Linked DNA regions of Anser cygnoides: region 1 is linked to region 2. The links are chromatin contacts, called in public Hi-C maps. All regions are on one chromosome and are shown on one strand. Each heading gives the region's core, a stretch centred on a gene start, on an enhancer-like site or on the middle of the called end of the contact. The rest is flanking DNA. Distances are from core to core; before and after follow the strand shown. Region 1 holds the start of HSPA2 (heat shock protein family A (Hsp70) member 2). Region 2 holds the start of BTBD6 (BTB domain containing 6).

The links. Hi-C and Micro-C count contacts between places; a contact is called where the count stands out from the background.
Region 1: a contact with region 2 is called in a Hi-C map of liver, with 7 times the contacts expected there. The contact joins the promoter of HSPA2 here to the promoter of BTBD6 in region 2. A contact is called at or near these places in 2 of 7 Hi-C or Micro-C datasets (both in liver).

The regions. Positions count from the first base shown.
Region 1 is chr5:59,052,071-59,055,874 of Taihu_goose_T2T_genome, forward strand. It overlaps HSPA2 (heat shock protein family A (Hsp70) member 2), which reads right to left and starts at 1,635. Exons shown (of 1, transcript XM_013183105.3): 1 at 1-1,635. The coding sequence starts at 1,538.
Region 2 is chr5:58,920,732-58,924,152 of Taihu_goose_T2T_genome, forward strand. BTBD6 (BTB domain containing 6) reads left to right here and starts at 1,649. Exons shown (of 5, transcript XM_048080665.2): 1 at 1,649-2,012; 2 at 2,351-2,642; 3 at 2,764-2,854; 4 at 3,166-3,284. The coding sequence starts at 2,440. All of the region lies in intron 2 of BRF1 (BRF1 RNA polymerase III transcription initiation factor subunit), which reads right to left.

The DNA.
Region 1 (3,804 bases), core at 385-2,884, 130 kb after region 2:
AGGCGACCCTTGTCATTGGTGATTGTTATCTTGTTCTCCTTACCCGTGCTCTTGTCCACCGCACTGACGTTCAGGATACCATTGGCATCTATGTCGAAAGTAACCTCGATCTGGGGGACTCCGCGGGGCGCTGGGGGGATGCCTGTTAGATCAAACTTGCCCAGCAAGTTGTTGTCCTTGGTCATAGCCCTCTCACCCTCGTACACCTGGACCAGGACACTGCTCTGGTTGTCTGAGTAGGTGGTGAAGGTCTGAGTTTGTTTGGTGGGAATGGTGGTGTTACGCTTGATGAGGGCAGTCATCACTCCACCGGCTGTCTCGATGCCCAGGGACAGGGGGGTGACATCCAGCAGAAGCAGATCCTGCACATTCTCGGACTTGTCTCCCATGAGGATAGCTGCTTGCACTGCAGCACCGTAAGCAACAGCCTCATCAGGATTGATGCTCTTGTTGAGCTCTTTGCCATTGAAGAAGTCCTGTAGTAGTTTTTGGATCTTGGGGATACGGGTGGAGCCTCCAACCAGCACGATCTCCTGGATCTGGCCCTTGTCTAGCTTGGCATCACGCAGGGCCTTTTCTACTGGCTCCAGGGTGCCACGGAAGAGGTCGGCATTGAGCTCCTCAAAGCGGGCACGAGTAATGGAAGTGTAGAAGTCAATGCCCTCGTACAGGGAGTCGATCTCAATGCTAGCTTGCGTGGAAGAGCTGAGAGTGCGCTTTGCCCTCTCACAAGCCGTACGCAGCCGCCTCACCGCACGCTTATTGCCAGCAATGTCACGCTTGTGCTTACGCTTGAATTCTTCCACAAAATGGTTCACCATGCGGTTGTCAAAGTCCTCCCCCCCCAGGTGGGTGTCCCCAGCTGTGGACTTCACCTCAAAGATGCCATCCTCAATGGTAAGGATGGAAACATCGAAAGTGCCCCCTCCCAAGTCAAAGATGAGCACGTTCTTCTCGCCAGCCCGAGTACCTTTCTTGTCCAAGCCATAAGCTATCGCAGCTGCTGTGGGCTCGTTGATAATACGCATCACATTCAGGCCAGTGATGGTGCCAGCGTCTTTGGTGGCCTGGCGCTGGGAGTCATTGAAGTAAGCAGGCACTGTGATGACAGCATTCTGCACCTTGCGCCCCAGATAGGCCTCGGCAATCTCCTTCATCTTGGTAAGCACCATGGAGCTGATCTCCTCGGGGAAGAAGGTCTTCATCTCACCCTTGTACTCCACCTGCACCTTGGGCTTGCCACCCTCGTTCACCACACGGAAGGGCCAGTGCTTCATGTCTGACTGCACCGTGGGGTCATCATACTTGCGGCCGATGAGGCGCTTGGCATCAAAGATGGTGTTGGTGGGGTTCATCGCCACCTGGTTCTTGGCAGCATCGCCGATGAGCCGCTCAGTATCGGTGAAGGCCACATAGCTGGGCGTGGTGCGGTTGCCCTGGTCGTTGGCGATGATCTCCACTTTGCCATGCTGGAAGACGCCCACGCATGAGTACGTGGTGCCCAGGTCGATGCCGATCGCCGGCCCTTTGCCAGACATGACGGCGGCTTTCTGCGATCAGCTGCTCGTTCGCTCCCGGTTACGTCCCCGCCACCCGCTCCCGCTGCCTTCTGCGGCACGTTCTGCCGTTGCAGCGCCGTCCGCGCCCCTTTTATAGCCCTCTCAGCCTCCTTCTGGAACCTGCCAGAACCCCCCGGACCAATCCAGACACCCGCCTGCCGCGAGCGACCAATCGCCGCCGCGCCTCCACGAGGAGCGCCCGCCCCCTGCCTCCTAGCCAATCAGAAGCGCGCCGCCCCCCTGCCAGCCCCGCCCCTCCCCGCCGCGCGGCGGTGGCCGGCCTTCTTCCTGTTGTTTCTCGATCCGTCTCGCTTGCCAGCGTGCGCCACGGCCGCGGGCCAATCACAGCGCGCGCTCCCCGCTCGCCCCGCCCCCCCCGCCCCGAAACTCTGCTAGAAAGTTCCAGTGGACGTTAGACGCGAGGGCCGGGGATCGACGTCAGCGTTATCCAATAGGAAGCGGGCAGGAGGGCGAGGGGGCGGGGCAAGCGGGGGCGGGGCGTGGTCGCTACGCAACTCGCGCCGCGCTGCCAAGGGGCTGGGCGCGCCCCCCCCCCCCCCCCCCCCCCCCCCCCCCCCGAATCCCGAGCCCCTGAGGGGCGCCAGGGGAGGGGGGCCGGGGGGGCAGCAGCTCGCCTCGCAGTGTTTGTAATTCCTGAAAGTTCCGTCAAACGCTGCGTGTCACCTCCCAGCGGCCGGCTGGTGGCGAATTTACCCTTATTTGGTCGCAAGGCGGCAGTTCCCCCCCCCCCCCTCCTCGTCCCTCTCACGCCGCCCTCCTGCCAGCCCGCCCCCGTCTCGTCAGGGAGCTGCGGCCGCTGAGGCGCCCCCCCCCCCATACCCCCCCGCCCCGTTCCTGAGGAGAATTTTCCTCAGAGCTCGGCTCGTTCCCTCTATGGCAGAGGGACAGTCCCGCCGCCAGCGGGGCCGAGGCAATTTTTAGCCTTATTTCGGCTTAACTTGGCGGGCTGACAGCCGCCGCGGCCGGGCAGACGGACGGACAGACGGACAAACTGCCCGCCGCTTCTCCCCTCAGCCCGCCGCCCCGAGCAGCCCGCCCGCGGGGGGCTGTCACCTCCGGTGGCCGCCGAGGCACCTCGCTGTCCCCCTCTGGAAAAGAGCAGCGTGGGCGGCTGGGGAGCCCTGTTGCTGCCTGTTGGCCATTCTTGAAACGTCTCCAAATTTTTGTCGGTTGTGCTAATGTAAAATGTCGTCACGCCTACATTTAGCAAAGGCTTTGGGGCTATTAACTCGGAGCGAGGCGAGGGCTTTGATGAAAATATATTAAACATGAAAATCTGCCGCGGTTGCTCCAAGTTATTCCTCCTAAGTTTGAGGCAAACACTTCAAAATATTCCAATTATAGTCAGGAGACCAAAATGCCGCGTTCAGATCTCTCTTCCCCTGAGCAACTTGTGGATAGCTGCTTTAAAAGTGCAGCTGAAAGTCTGCTACACACAGACTTTTGTGTTACGTGAAGGAAGGATTAAACGCACTGTATGTTTAAATCATCTTTCGTTAATGTTGTCCCCAGCCTTTAGCGTTATGTTATAGCAGCCCTCATAGAAAATGTTACAGCTTTTACCAGTATGGCTTATGCTCATGCAGTTATTACACCCTCTCAGAAACATCCTTGTTTCAATTAGTTTGTTTTTGAAAACGTTTTTACATGACATGAAAATTCTGCCTCTTATGTAGCGTGCATGTATGTAGTTTGGGGACAGAAGGGCTTCCATTTCTGATGGTAAATAATGAACATTCTTAGGTAACTATTGCTCTTCCACACAACCCGGTCCTTTTTAACACAGCGGTTCTGACCTTGGAGAAATCCAGCAGTGAATGGAAAATGGAAGGTGTCAGCCTCCCTACCTCCAGCAGGAGGTTCTCTGTACCTCTCGTGTGCATATTTCTTTGATGGGAAGGGTGTTGATTTCTCTTGTAGTCAGACCAGTGACTGATTCATCACTGAAGTATCTCTTCCTGTAATTCCCTGCTACTTCATTCAGTTGATTGTATCATAGGGAGCAAAGAGAAATGCTGGAGAAATACAAAGAGAGTTGGCTGATAGATTCAGCTTCAGGTGAAAAATAGATGTAATTTGTTATTTGTATCCTTGTGAGGATTGTCTCGGAGGAACATGCATGAAGAATGCATGAGGACCCTTTTTTGGTAGATGCAATATAAACTCAGACACTGTTATTTCAGAGTAAAAAGAGGGTTCTGGCCTCTGTAGAAAGAGATGGAAA
Region 2 (3,421 bases), core at 399-2,898:
CCTGGCACCCAAAGCCCCCCGGTGCCTGCTCTGCCCCCAGCTGCCTGTTTTGGGGCAGGGACCCGGCTCCTGCCAAGGACAGGGGTTGCAGTGGGGGCTCCTCGGCCCCCTCTGGGATCGGGGAGCACCGAGGCAGGTCCGCGTGGCGGCTGCTCTGAGGTCTCTGCCAGCGCTCGTGCCCACGGGTCATTTGCCAAAACATTACACGTCGTTAATTCAAGTTCTGAAAGCTACCAGTCAGAAAATGAATACACGGACGGTTTTTAAGCGAAAAGCCATAAAGAGGCCATAAATGGCCAGGATGCAAAGCTACCAATACATAAATTAAACGTCGGGCCAAAGCTAACACGACCATCTCCGGCATGGGCCGAAAAAAAATAGGAACAAAGACTTCTTAAGATGCTGCTAAACCCAAAGCAGGGCGAACGAACCCTTCTGGGGTTCAACCCAAGTTGCAGCAGCCCAGCACCGCGCTGCGCCCCAAGGAGCCCCCCCTGTCCCCAGGGGCTCAGGTCCTCGCTCAGGGGCTGCTGCTTCGGCTGGGGCAAAACCGGCTTTCCGCAACGGGGGCTGCGACGCAAATGGGTTTATTTATTTATTTATTTTATTTTATTTTTAAGGAAAGGCGCAGCTCCCTATCCCACCTGCAGAAGTGGCAGGAAGAGTGAAAAACTCCCAGTGCAGTGTTTAAGAGAGCCTTCCCCGGCAGTAACGGGGCTGCAGGGCGGGCGAGGAGCACGGGGGGAGCGAGGAGGGGGCACTGTGAGGGCCTCAGGGTGATGAAATAATAAATGTAGGAAAAAAAAGGGGGGAAATCAATAAAGGGGAAAAAATAAAGAGGGAAAAAACAGGGGGAAAAAAGAGGGGAGAAAAGGGGTAAAAAGGGGGGGGAGAAAAGGGGAAAAAAAGGGGGGGGGAGAGAGGGAAAAAAGGGGGAAAATACAAAGGGGAAATAAATAAAAGGAGAAAAATAAAGGGGGAAAAATAATGGGGTGAAAAAATAAAGGGCAGAATAAACGGGGGAAAAAATAAAGGGGATAAATAAAGGGGGGGAATAAAGAGGGGGAATAAAGGGAGGGGTTGAAGGGGGAAAAAATAGGGGGAAAGAATAAAGTGGGAAAAATAGGGGGGAAAGTAAAGTGGGAAAAAATAAATGGGGAAAAATTAAAGGGGGGTGGAAATAAAAGGGAAAACTAAAGTGGGAAACCGGGGTGTGGGGGCAGTACCCGCCAGAAAGGCTCCGGGAGGAGGCCCCGGGCCCCCCCCCGGTCCGCACAGCCCATCCCATCCATCCCACCCCCCCCATCCCACCCCATCCCACCCCCCCCCGCCCCAGCGCGGGGCAGCGGCGCCCCCGCCCGGTGCGGCCGGGAAGTGCGGCGGGGCGGGGCGGGGCCGGCTCGGCCGCGCTCGGCTCTCCTCGGCACATCTCGGCTGCGCTCGGAAGCGCTCGGCACATCTCGGCGGTGCTCGGCGCTGCGCACGGCCCCGGCCGCTCTGCGCCCCCAGGCGGGCGTCGGAGACTGGGGAAGGGTGGGAAGGAGGAGGAGGGGGGGGGGGGGGGCGGCTCCCCCCGGCTCCCCGGATTGGCGGGGGCGGCCGTGACGCGCGGCGCGGCGCTGCCTATTAGGGCGGGAGGCGGAGGCAGGGCCCGGCAGAGCCGAGCGGAGCCGAAGGGAGCCGAGCGGGGCCGAGCCGCGTCCCGCCGCCGCCGTGAGGGGAGCGCCGAGGGGCAGCGACGCCCCCGCGGCGGGGCGAGGAGGAGGAAACTTGGTGCGGGGCAGCCGGAGCCGCCCCGGGCCCGGCCCCTGCCCCTGCCCCGCCGCCGATGTGCCCCCGCAGCCGCCGCCGCCGGGCGGGGAAGGACGGAGCCGGGCGCGATCGTTCGCAGCAGCAGCGGGGAGCCGGCGGGTGGCTGCGCCTCGGCGGGCTGTAGCGGCTGGAGGACCCGGGGACTGACTGTCGCTCCTCAACCCTGCGTCTGCTCTGCTGGATCTGTGGCTTTTTCGGTGGTGTGTGCTTGGTTTTTTTTTTTTTTCTATTTTTCTATTTTTTTTTTTAAATATATTTTTTTTCCTCGGGGGGAAGGAGCTGCCTGCCAGCCCTGCTCGCTGCAGTCGTGGCGGCGGCGCGGAGGCTGGGCAGCCCCCCTTGGAGCCAAGGAGAAAAAAAGAGGAAAAAGAAAGGAGGAAAAAAAAAAAGAGGTCACCCCGCACCTAGAAGCGAACCGCGTCTCCTGCTAGCGGGACCTGCGCTTGGGATCTGTTAGTTCTCTTGCTCATGCCACTGCCCCATGGTTGCCTCAATGGCAGGATCATGAAGTGTTTGACTTTTTTTCTTCTGCTTCCAGAGACCTTAAAGAAGTCCAAAAAGAGCGTGAGGCCAAACGGCAAGGTGCCAGGATGCTATGAGATAGTGCCCCTGGCCCTGAAGAAGAAGATGGCTGCAGAACTTTACCCTGCCAGCGCCAACACCAACATCGCCAACAGCAACGCCGCCGCCACCGCTGCCAACAGCAAGAAGAACGCGCTGCAGCTCCAGCAGAGCGCCCAGCCGCCCCCGCCGCCCCAGCTCCAGAACCTCAACAACAACAACTTGGAGAGCGCCAACTGGCAGTCCTTCCACCCCACGCTGCGCGAGAGGTAAGGGACGAGGGACAAGGGGCAACCGGCCCCGCCGCCGGGCTGGTGGCTTCGGGGGGCGACGGGGGGCTGCCCGCCCCAGAGCGGCCTCCACACCTCCCTCCCTTCCCCTCGCTTGCAGGAACGCGCTGATGTTCAATAACGAACTCATGGCTGACGTCCACTTCATCGTGGGCCCGCCAGGGGCATCCAAGAAAGTTCCTGCCCATAAGGTTTGTGCGGAGCATTATTTTTGTTCCCCCCCCCCCCCCCCCCCCCCACTTTTTGTGATGCTGCTGAGTATATCCCCTCTCTACCCCACCCCCATGACAACTCTTTTCCATTTTTTTCTTAATTATCCTTCTTGCCTAATCCCAGAAGTAATTCACATATATGGCAGTTAAAGGGAACTGTCTAAGGCGGGCGCCTGCCTCAGCTGCAGCTTTTAACTTTCCCTAAGTGTAGCTCTTATCAAGAGCCAGCACGCTCAGTCATCACAGACGCACGGTACTGAGGCTTCTCTCCCTCCCTCTCTATTTTCCAGTACGTTTTGGCAGTCGGTAGCTCTGTCTTCTACGCTATGTTTTATGGTGATCTCGCAGAGGTCAAATCTGAAATCCATATACCAGATGTGGAACCTGCAGCCTTTCTAATCCTATTAAAGTAAGTGGCCACTACAAGTTACTAATTACGTGGACGGAATCAAAGTAGCTTAAAATATACATCTACCTCCTAATTGGCATTGTGCAATATGCACATATTACTGTTTACTTCATGTGCTGACAAATACCGAATGTCAG